Linked DNA regions of Gossypium hirsutum: region 2 is linked to region 1. The links are chromatin contacts, called in public Hi-C maps. All regions are on one chromosome and are shown on one strand. Each heading gives the region's core, a stretch centred on a gene start, on an enhancer-like site or on the middle of the called end of the contact. The rest is flanking DNA. Distances are from core to core; before and after follow the strand shown. Region 1 holds the start of LOC107916572 (proteasome subunit beta type-5). Region 2 holds the start of LOC107916898.

The links. A called contact is a pair of places that touch in the nucleus more often than the background predicts.
Region 2: a contact with region 1 is called in a Hi-C map of leaf, with 5 times the contacts expected there. The contact joins the promoter of LOC107916898 here to the promoter of LOC107916572 in region 1. A contact is called at or near these places in 7 of 34 Hi-C or Micro-C datasets (callus, hypocotyl and leaf).

What each region holds. Positions count from the first base shown.
Region 1 is chrA01:102,502,428-102,506,883 of Gossypium_hirsutum_v2.1, forward strand. It overlaps LOC107916572 (proteasome subunit beta type-5), which reads left to right and starts at 2,341. Exons shown (of 8, transcript XM_016845849.2): 1 at 2,341-2,571; 2 at 2,757-2,887; 3 at 2,987-3,116; 4 at 3,342-3,448; 5 at 4,292-4,426. The coding sequence starts at 2,774.
Region 2 is chrA01:102,810,277-102,814,732 of Gossypium_hirsutum_v2.1, forward strand. It overlaps LOC107916898, which reads right to left and starts at 2,624. Exons shown (of 5, transcript XM_016846268.2): 1 at 2,129-2,624; 2 at 1,656-1,759; 3 at 1,363-1,476; 4 at 132-215. The coding sequence starts at 2,411.

The DNA.
Region 1 (4,456 bases), core at 1,091-3,590:
CCCATGTAAGTCGTGCTTCAATCCTACCAAATGGACACGACCGTGTGACATGCCCGTATGAGGAAGTCCAGGCCGTGTTAATTTTCCACATGGGTCCATTTTCTCCGTTTTTGGCCCGTTGCTCACTTTTTTGACTCTCCTATGCTCTCCTAAGTATAAAACATGAAATTAAAGGATTAGGAGCATCGAATTCACCAAATCTAAGGAGAGACCATTCATAAATGGGCTAAGCATGGGATAAAAATATGTATAAATTATGGTTTATTAGTCTGATTATCAACAAAAGTTATGATTTGGGGTTGATTCAAGATATGATTTGATTGGTAATCTAATAACTACCCGAATCAGTATGAGAATCAGCCAGAAGATCAGTATGGAGTTCAACTTAAGAGATGTATTAGTTTTTCTATCGATCAAGAGCAGTTTTTGTGAGTGTCCATTCTGGAGAAAAGTATTTTATGTTTAGTTGAAGGGATTTCATCAATGGTAGGTTTTGTATAGATATACTTCTGAGAGATATCTTTGCTGTACTATGAAAGAATAAGATGTGTATTGTCTAGTAAGATCTAGAGTTAGTCAAAAAGTGAAGTGAGAATTGGTACGTTAAGTATGGTAGCTGGCACATAGGTATATATATCAGGTATTATGAAAGTACTGCCAAAGATAGAGATGTGATCCATAATTTGCAAGATGAGGAATTCAACTAAAAAGGTTCTAAGGTATTCTGTGCTAACAACTCACTCACTAAGTTCGCGTGAACTTACAAAGTGTTTGTTCTTGTTTCAGGTTTTGCTGTACTTCTGAGAGATATCTTTGTTGTATTATGAAAGAATAAGATATGTATTCTCTAGTAAGATCTAGAGTTAGTCAAAAAGTGAAGTGAGAGTTGGTACGTGAAGTATGGTAGCTGGCACATAGGTATATATCAGGTATTATGAAAGTACTGCCAAAGATAGAGATGTGATCCATAATTTGCAAGATGAGGAATTCAACTAAAAAGGTTCTAAGGTATTCTGTGCTAACAACTCACTCACTAAGTTCGCGTGAACTTACAAAGTGTTTGTTCTTGTTTCAGGTTTTGCTGCTAGAGTAAGTACGCTAGGAGGGGCCAAGCCAGGAATGTGCCAACTAGGAAACGTTGAGTTGGGTTATTATACATATAGAGGATATCTTAAAAGTAAGGCATATAGCATAGTACGCCAAGATTAGACTGTCTTTAATAAACTTTTGTGTTGTAATGTCTTACGCTATTTTAAAAGTCTGTTGTATTCTTGGATGTCTTCTTTATTTCTTTTATTAAGAAAATATTTAATAATACAAAAAGAGATATGTTGAAAAAAGATCATATGCAAATTGTTTAAACATTTATACTAAGTGTTTGTATGTCGTAACATTCGATATTTGAACTCAGTGATTCGGGTTGGGTAAAGGGTGTTACAAAACTTATCAATTTAAAGTATAATGACTAAACCCATAACTTATATGCAGTTGAAATTTGTTTACTCAATTTAATCGGATGCTTACCGTTAATTGCATTCTTTATTTTTAGACATTTGTTGGAGAGTAAACCTTCTTTGCAAGTGAGATTGTTTGGGTTAAATGATTGTAAATTGAGGTTCTTTGTTGGGCTGCAATTACCTCACTGTATAATGGTAGATTGGACTTTAGCTTTTATGATTCTAGATCCCTTGTTTACTAAAATCTAGCTCTATTGAGTAAGATTGTTATTCAAATTGCATTAACAAATATTACGTGTCACTTTATTGTTTTGTTATACTATTTTTTAATCCGCTTGTTAATCTACCAAGTTTCGATATCTATTGAAACATCAGTCGAGACAATATATTGGAACATAATAGCAAACCGAGAGGTTTTTATAAAATATTAAAATATTAATGAATTAATATCATTTTACGTTGATATATTGTATACACAAATAATTATATTAATTTGACATGAAAATAAATGTATGTAATCATTTCTTTAAATGTATACAATTGAATCAAAGTCAAAATTTTATGTATACATATGAACCACAAATCAAGTTTCATATGCATAATTGCACAAAATAAAAATTTATGTATCAAAATTACATATTGAACTAAGGTTAATATATAAATTTGATATTTTTCATTAAAATTAAACGATTGATATGAATAGTGATTTACAGTGTGGGCAATTACCCCGTTAAAGTTGTAACCTAGAGGGTTACAAATCTTTGTGAAATCTTAAATGGGCATTGGAAGTTGTCAAAAACAAGGCTCAGCCCATTTCATAAAACTAGCTCTTCGGCCCATAGATCTTGATAACTGTAGGAGATTTTGTGGACTCAGTTGGATAATTGTGTGGTTTACAAAGTCGATATTCCCATCTCCGTTTTGGATCAAAGCTTGGGCCAATCTGAGACAACCCAAACAAGCAGATTTTCCCAGTTTCCCGTAGCACAAGAAAACTGAAGAAAAAGTAGAAATCAACCCTTTTTCCTCCTTATATTTCAGTTTCCTTTGCTTTGCTGCATCTTATTCTCACTTCACCTCTCTTTTTTTTTTAATTGTCTGGATCATCGGAAAGGTTCTCTTCTCAACCTCAGTTTTGTTTTCGCTTTTGCGGTTTTAATATTTTGAAAGCATTTATTTTCTTCACTTAGGGTATTCTTCTTCAATTTGTTTTTTTTTTTGGGTTTTTGTTTTTTTTTGGGGGGGGGGAATTATCATCAAATGCATCAAATTTTCTGATTCAGTCTTGCGCTTTTTTAGAAATTAAAGAACCAATCATGAAGCTTGACACCAGCGGACTAGAATCGGCTGCGCCTGTCTCGGGTGCTCCCAGTGAACTTGTTGATGGGTTTTCGGCTGCTCCGTCGTTCGATCTCCCAAACACTACTGATGTGAGTTAAAAATTTCTGCTAATTTGGTACAACATTATTAGTTTCCCGTGTAAAGGGAGATGTTTGGGGCTTACTTTATGTGTGATCGGTGTATTGCAGTTTGATGGGTTTCAAAAAGAAGCTATCCAGATGGTAAAACCTGCTAAGGGTACCACCACGCTTGCTTTCATCTTTAAGGAAGGTGTCATGGTTGCCGCTGATTCTAGAGCTAGCATGGGAGGCTATATCTGTATGTTTCTCTTACTTTTTGTGTGTATTTTGCATTAGTTTTTATTTTTCAGAAATTTGTTGGTTAGGAAATAGTCTATTAGTGGTAATTGTAGATTAAACCTCGTAATAAAAAAAAAAATCTATAATTTTTCAATCTTTTGTTTCTTCTTTCTTGTTGTGTTGGGGTAGAAATTGAATCGTGATTGTTGATTAGTATTCCTTTTCCTATCCTAAAATTTGGCAGCTTCACAGTCAGTGAAGAAAATTATTGAAATCAATCCTTACATGCTTGGAACAATGGCTGGAGGAGCTGCTGACTGCCAGTTTTGGCACAGAAATTTAGGCATCAAGGTAATGGAACAAATGTGGCCCTCTTGTCAGTGGGATATTAGCATCAGGAAACTTTTTCCCTCCTCTTTTTGTGTTGGATTGTTATTGTATGTTATATATACTGTATATTTTTGCATATTGGGTCCTATGCAAGGAAATGTAGAGAAAAAAAAAGAGTCTATTGGTCATTTTGGCATTCTCTTGCAGTTTTCATTGATGATAAACCATGGGGTTGTACAATGTAGAAAGTGAGATCTCAAAGGTTTTAGATATATACTTTTTGAATTAGCTCTATAATCGAACTACAGATGTCCTGCTTTTTCTTAAACACGTATATGAGGACAAAAGAATAGAAAAAATGATTTGACATTTAGCATAGCTTACTAATAGCTAACTAATTTCAATATCACCTTCAAATGTGACTCACACATACAGATTAACCCTTCCATGTTCTACTTAGGCAAAGTTGTTTTCATGGTATTGATATGCATGCAGTTGGACTCTCTTAATCTAAGAGAATGTAGATTTCTAATATTAGGTCCTTTTCCTAGTTAGGAAAGCAAACTTTTGAGTAGGAAGCATTCAAATTGAGTTCAGCTTGGTTTCTGAATGCTTGGGTAGCTAAATTTAAGGCATTCTGTTTGTCTAATTGCCTTACTATCAAAATGGAATATTGTCAAAGAAAAGTGGAGAACTCGAGCATTATTCAGGTCTCTGGCTTTCCTTTGGTGTCAATATCGACCCACAATGCAACCTTTCTGGCTTTTATTTAGTAGTGAACAATCTTAGGCCCCATTATTGTGTTTTTCCAATTACTCTTTACATACATGAAGTGCTAATGGATGATCATTTTCCATGATCTAGTGCCGGCTACATGAATTAGCAAACAAGCGTAGAATTTCAGTTACAGGGGCTTCAAAACTGTTGGCAAACATTCTCTATTCTTACCGAGGAATGGGACTTTCGGTTGGAACCATGATTGCTGGATGGGATGAAACGGTATTTGGAACTAAATGTTATTCTCTTGTT
Region 2 (4,456 bases), core at 1,374-3,873, 310 kb after region 1:
TCAACTATTTCAAGCAATTTTTATTAATCAAAATCCAAGTACAGTGAATGATTCCTATGTCTAGTAGTGTGTTTGTAGGCACGGGCATGTGTGTGTGTGTGTGTGTGAGAGAGAGAGAGAGAGAGAGAGACCTGTTCACTAGATACAACTTGAACAGGACCAATGTTGACAGATACATATTTCCCCCTAGATGATAACTTCTGCCTCACCCGACCCTGTCACAGCAACTTGTTAGATGCATTATATATGAAAAGAAGCGGAAAAATATGGAAAGAGCATATTATATTTGGACTGATCTTAATTCATTTCCAGAAGTAAATTCTTTCTGCAGACAGAAGAAAATGAATTCAAATAATTCATCAATGATTGGTCATATCTTCCCTTGAATTCCTTCCTGGAGAAGGAGATCCAAGGTCAGTGTAGAACAGTTTGATACTTGCAGAAATATTGAAGAGACAATAGTTACACAAAAATGTATTTCCTCATCATGAAACTTTCTAGGTTGAAACAGCGTCAACAAACCATAAGTTCATAGACTTAAACCCATGTTCTTCCTCACCAAGAAGAAATGCCCACATAACACATACATTCAATCTTTGTCTCAACCAGACCTATTTTTCCTGATATAAATTTAAAGTGTGTCGGGTCAAACTTGTACAAATGCTAAATAACTTAGCTCTTTTCTGAAGCCAATTACTCAATTGCAGCCCAGTGATAGAAAAAGAGTTATCCAGTATATAAAAAGAACATTCCAAAAGAGTGTGTCCACAATTACAACCTTACACAGGCAGCTACAGTTACTCACTAGCAACCAAATGTTAAATGACTGAGGTACTCAGTTCCAAAGGTAGCAGTAATTCCAATTTTATCAGAACCCCATATTACTTCTAAACTCCTATCTAATCTTTTAATGTTATATCAAAATTTCCAAATTCTTTCTTCGGTCATATCGGACTGATGTAATACTTAGCTAATATAATACACATCTGGGTTTCCATTTTATATGGTAGGCAATCACCTGTTCTACAGATCCATGAATGTGCAATGCGGAAAGGTAATTCGTGTATTGTCCAGATCCTATGCAGCAGCTCCAGCATGCTCAAACCAAATGACTTTTATATAAACAATACAAAATTGAAGTCCAAAAGAGATCTATAGAGATATTCTTGAGAATCCACTAATTCCTAGAGTGAAACAAAATGGTAGTTTTTGCCATCAGAAAACATGCAGGCACATCGACTTATAGACTAAAATGCCATGTCAAAATTTATTCTGCTGTCTATTTTCAAATGCATAAACAAATGGACATCTTGATCCGCAATTGACTTTCAGCAATAAAGATTGGTATAGCCTTATAGGTACCTCAGGAATCGGCTGTTGTATTACAGATTCCACAGCAACAACCATAGCTTGCACAAAATCATCGCCACCTGTTCCAATTGCTGTAAATCCTCTAACAGTAGGGTATGAGTTGACCTGAAGAGTAAAAATAAAACAAAAGTAAGCAGCTTAAACAATCTCAACGCATTGATCATCTTCAGGCTAACAAGCTGCTTGTGCCCTTCATATAATCTCTTCAGATTTAGTTTAAAAGCAATGAAACTAGCATCCAAAACCCTTGATAGGATCGGATATTAGGAGTGCATACTATATACCTTCTGATCCAAAGCAAGCCATTCGTTAGTTGAATCATCGGCTACTGTACCACCAATAACCACATTTGTAGTTTGCCCAACTCTCCCTTCTGTCTTTGATACCTCTGAATTCCAAAACCAAGAGTGATGTCAAAAATATCTTTACACCCTTTTACAAGTAAAAAAAAACAATGGAAGATAAAAGGAAATGCAAAAGCTAAACAGAAAGGATTTAAGGAAGCAACAAATTCCATTGATAAACTGATAATTAAACAAATATACTCGAACCAGTTTATTTACTTTTTGAAGAGGGTTTAAGTTATCTTACACCAAAGTTTCAGACTTTGATACAGTTTGTTGTGATTTTCTTTTATTTTTTAGTAAAAAAAAAATGCTACACAAGTATGCTAATCCTTATCCAAACAAAAAGGAACAAACAAAATCGGGGAATAAAATAAAATAGAATAAAGTTTAAATCAGAAGATGAAGGGAACCTGAAATTGCTTTGAGAACGGCTTCCTGAGGAGGGCCTTGCTCGAGGTCATCCTCCTCGGATGTCGACGACGGCGACGTTTCATTATCAGAGCAATTCAGTTTTTGAGTCCGTTTCCAGAAGTGAAGGTTTCGAACCCTAACCACCGCCCCCCGGCATCCTCTCTTCGCCGTAGATATTCCAAAGCTCATCAATGTTTTGACAGAATGGGAATTCCCGTTTCTTTGAAGTGGCCTCCACGGCTCCGTTACAGGAACGGAACGTAATACCGTCATGCACGCCATCTCTGCTACTTCGTTTATTTTTTCAGATTAATTCCTATTTTCTTAAATAGATTTTTTTTGTGTCAATGGTTTTTACGGGCGCCGCAAATTTCAAGTTACCATTTGTTTCCACGTGAAGTTACTTATTTACCCCCATTATTAACTGAAGTCACTGGGGGCTAATTGTCTTTTCGGTTTGTGGAAATAAAGAAAATGGAGTGCTCAAACTACAACTTACCAAATTCCAGGAGTCCCGGGAACACCTAATTTTATAAATTCCCTTCCTTTTTTTTTGCAGGTAAAATAAAACCGTTTCGAAACCCAGTTAAAACCCTAAGCTTGTATCGCCGGCGGTTTACTTCGGCTAATTCCGAGTTAACTCTTCTGCCCAGAGAACATGTACGGATCCGACAAAGCCGGTGGCGATGTAGAACGGACCGCTTTCTGGAAAGCGGAGAAGAAGTACAAGCTTTATTACGATGATAATTCGAAATCCACCAAAAAGGATCACTTCTGCTTACATCTCAAATTCAATTAGCTTTAATTTAAAATCAAACCAATTTTTTTTGTTGATTATTGATTTGAAATTCTTAGGAATAGACAACCAAAACAAGTGGATTTATCAGAGGTTTTGGATTTCAAATACATTTCAGAAAGCTGCACTTCCTCAAGGAGTTGTAGCGATTAAAAATGGATTAGATCGTCCAGCTTTTGGCTTGGAAAGTCGGTGTGGTATCAATTTGACTGGTCTAAGGTAGGTGTCTAGGTGATACTCATTTAGTCTTCGATCCTCTTCCTTGCATCTTTTGTCGATGAATTTGTTAACTGTCTAATTACAGACGATGATGCTAATACAACACCATTGTATGCAATTGTAAGGTTCTTCAAATTTGATCCAGTTGGTTGAACTTTGTTTAGTTCTAGGTTTCTCAATCTGAAAACATAAGTATCCATTTCTACTTCTGTGTAAGTCTTTATGAGGTAATAAGCCATCATGCAATTATGACGGTATGCTGATCATGCTCCTCGTTGAGGGTAAGATCCAACATGGAAGGGTTGTGACGGAGTTCGGCGGTTCACCTTGTTGGAAAATTTTGGTTTAAAAAGTAATTTTCAGTTATGGTTTAAAAATTTTAACAGTTAAGTTGGATTATGGTATTTATAACAATAAATATTCAATGAAAAATATTTGAACAAGACGCAGAACCAAAAACAAAAAATTAATAGAAATTATTATTCTCTATAAATAAAATTTAATTAAAAAAATAAATTTCCATTACTTTCCAGCAAAATAATAATTTGTGAAACTTATCTGTAAATAATTTGTGTAAATAATTTACCCTACATAAAAAGATTAGAGTTGCCACCCTCTCTCATCTAAAATAAGGGGAATTGGGCCTCTAATGTATTGAGTCTATTTATATATGTTTTATTGACTTTTGACTTAACATTTTATAATTTAAATCAATCAAATATTTATTTTTTATTTAAAAAAACTACAAGAAATTATATTTAATTCTATATTCAACGAATTCATGATAATTAGTTAATTTAATTTTACTTTTGAATTTCAATAATTTAATTATAATTAATTAAATAATAATTGAAAAATCTTAAAGTAATTTTCAAGTTATTTTTATACTTAGTGAGAAAAAACATTTATTTGTGAATTCAACTCATTTCTCTAACTTCATTATTTCTATTAACTTTCTTTCATTTGGTTCTACATGCAATTCAAGTAGGACCAATTGGATATATGTAATTAGGGCTAAAATAATTTATAGTTAAGTTTTAGTTTTTCATCTATAAATTATAAACTTATTTAGTCACGAAGTCATTCTAGTATTGTATCGTGATTCAGCTCTCCTTAATTACATGCTATTATGAAAGCTACTTAATTAGTGCTCGTCCAATAACTTTGTCATCAATGTGTTACCCTCTTAGGATATCTTTAATCTTTTTAGTATAAATTCATTCTCCCAATATGGTTATATTTTTATCTCATGGTGACCATTACATCTTTCTTTATAAAAGTTAATTACTATCGAATAATAATCAAGTCATTT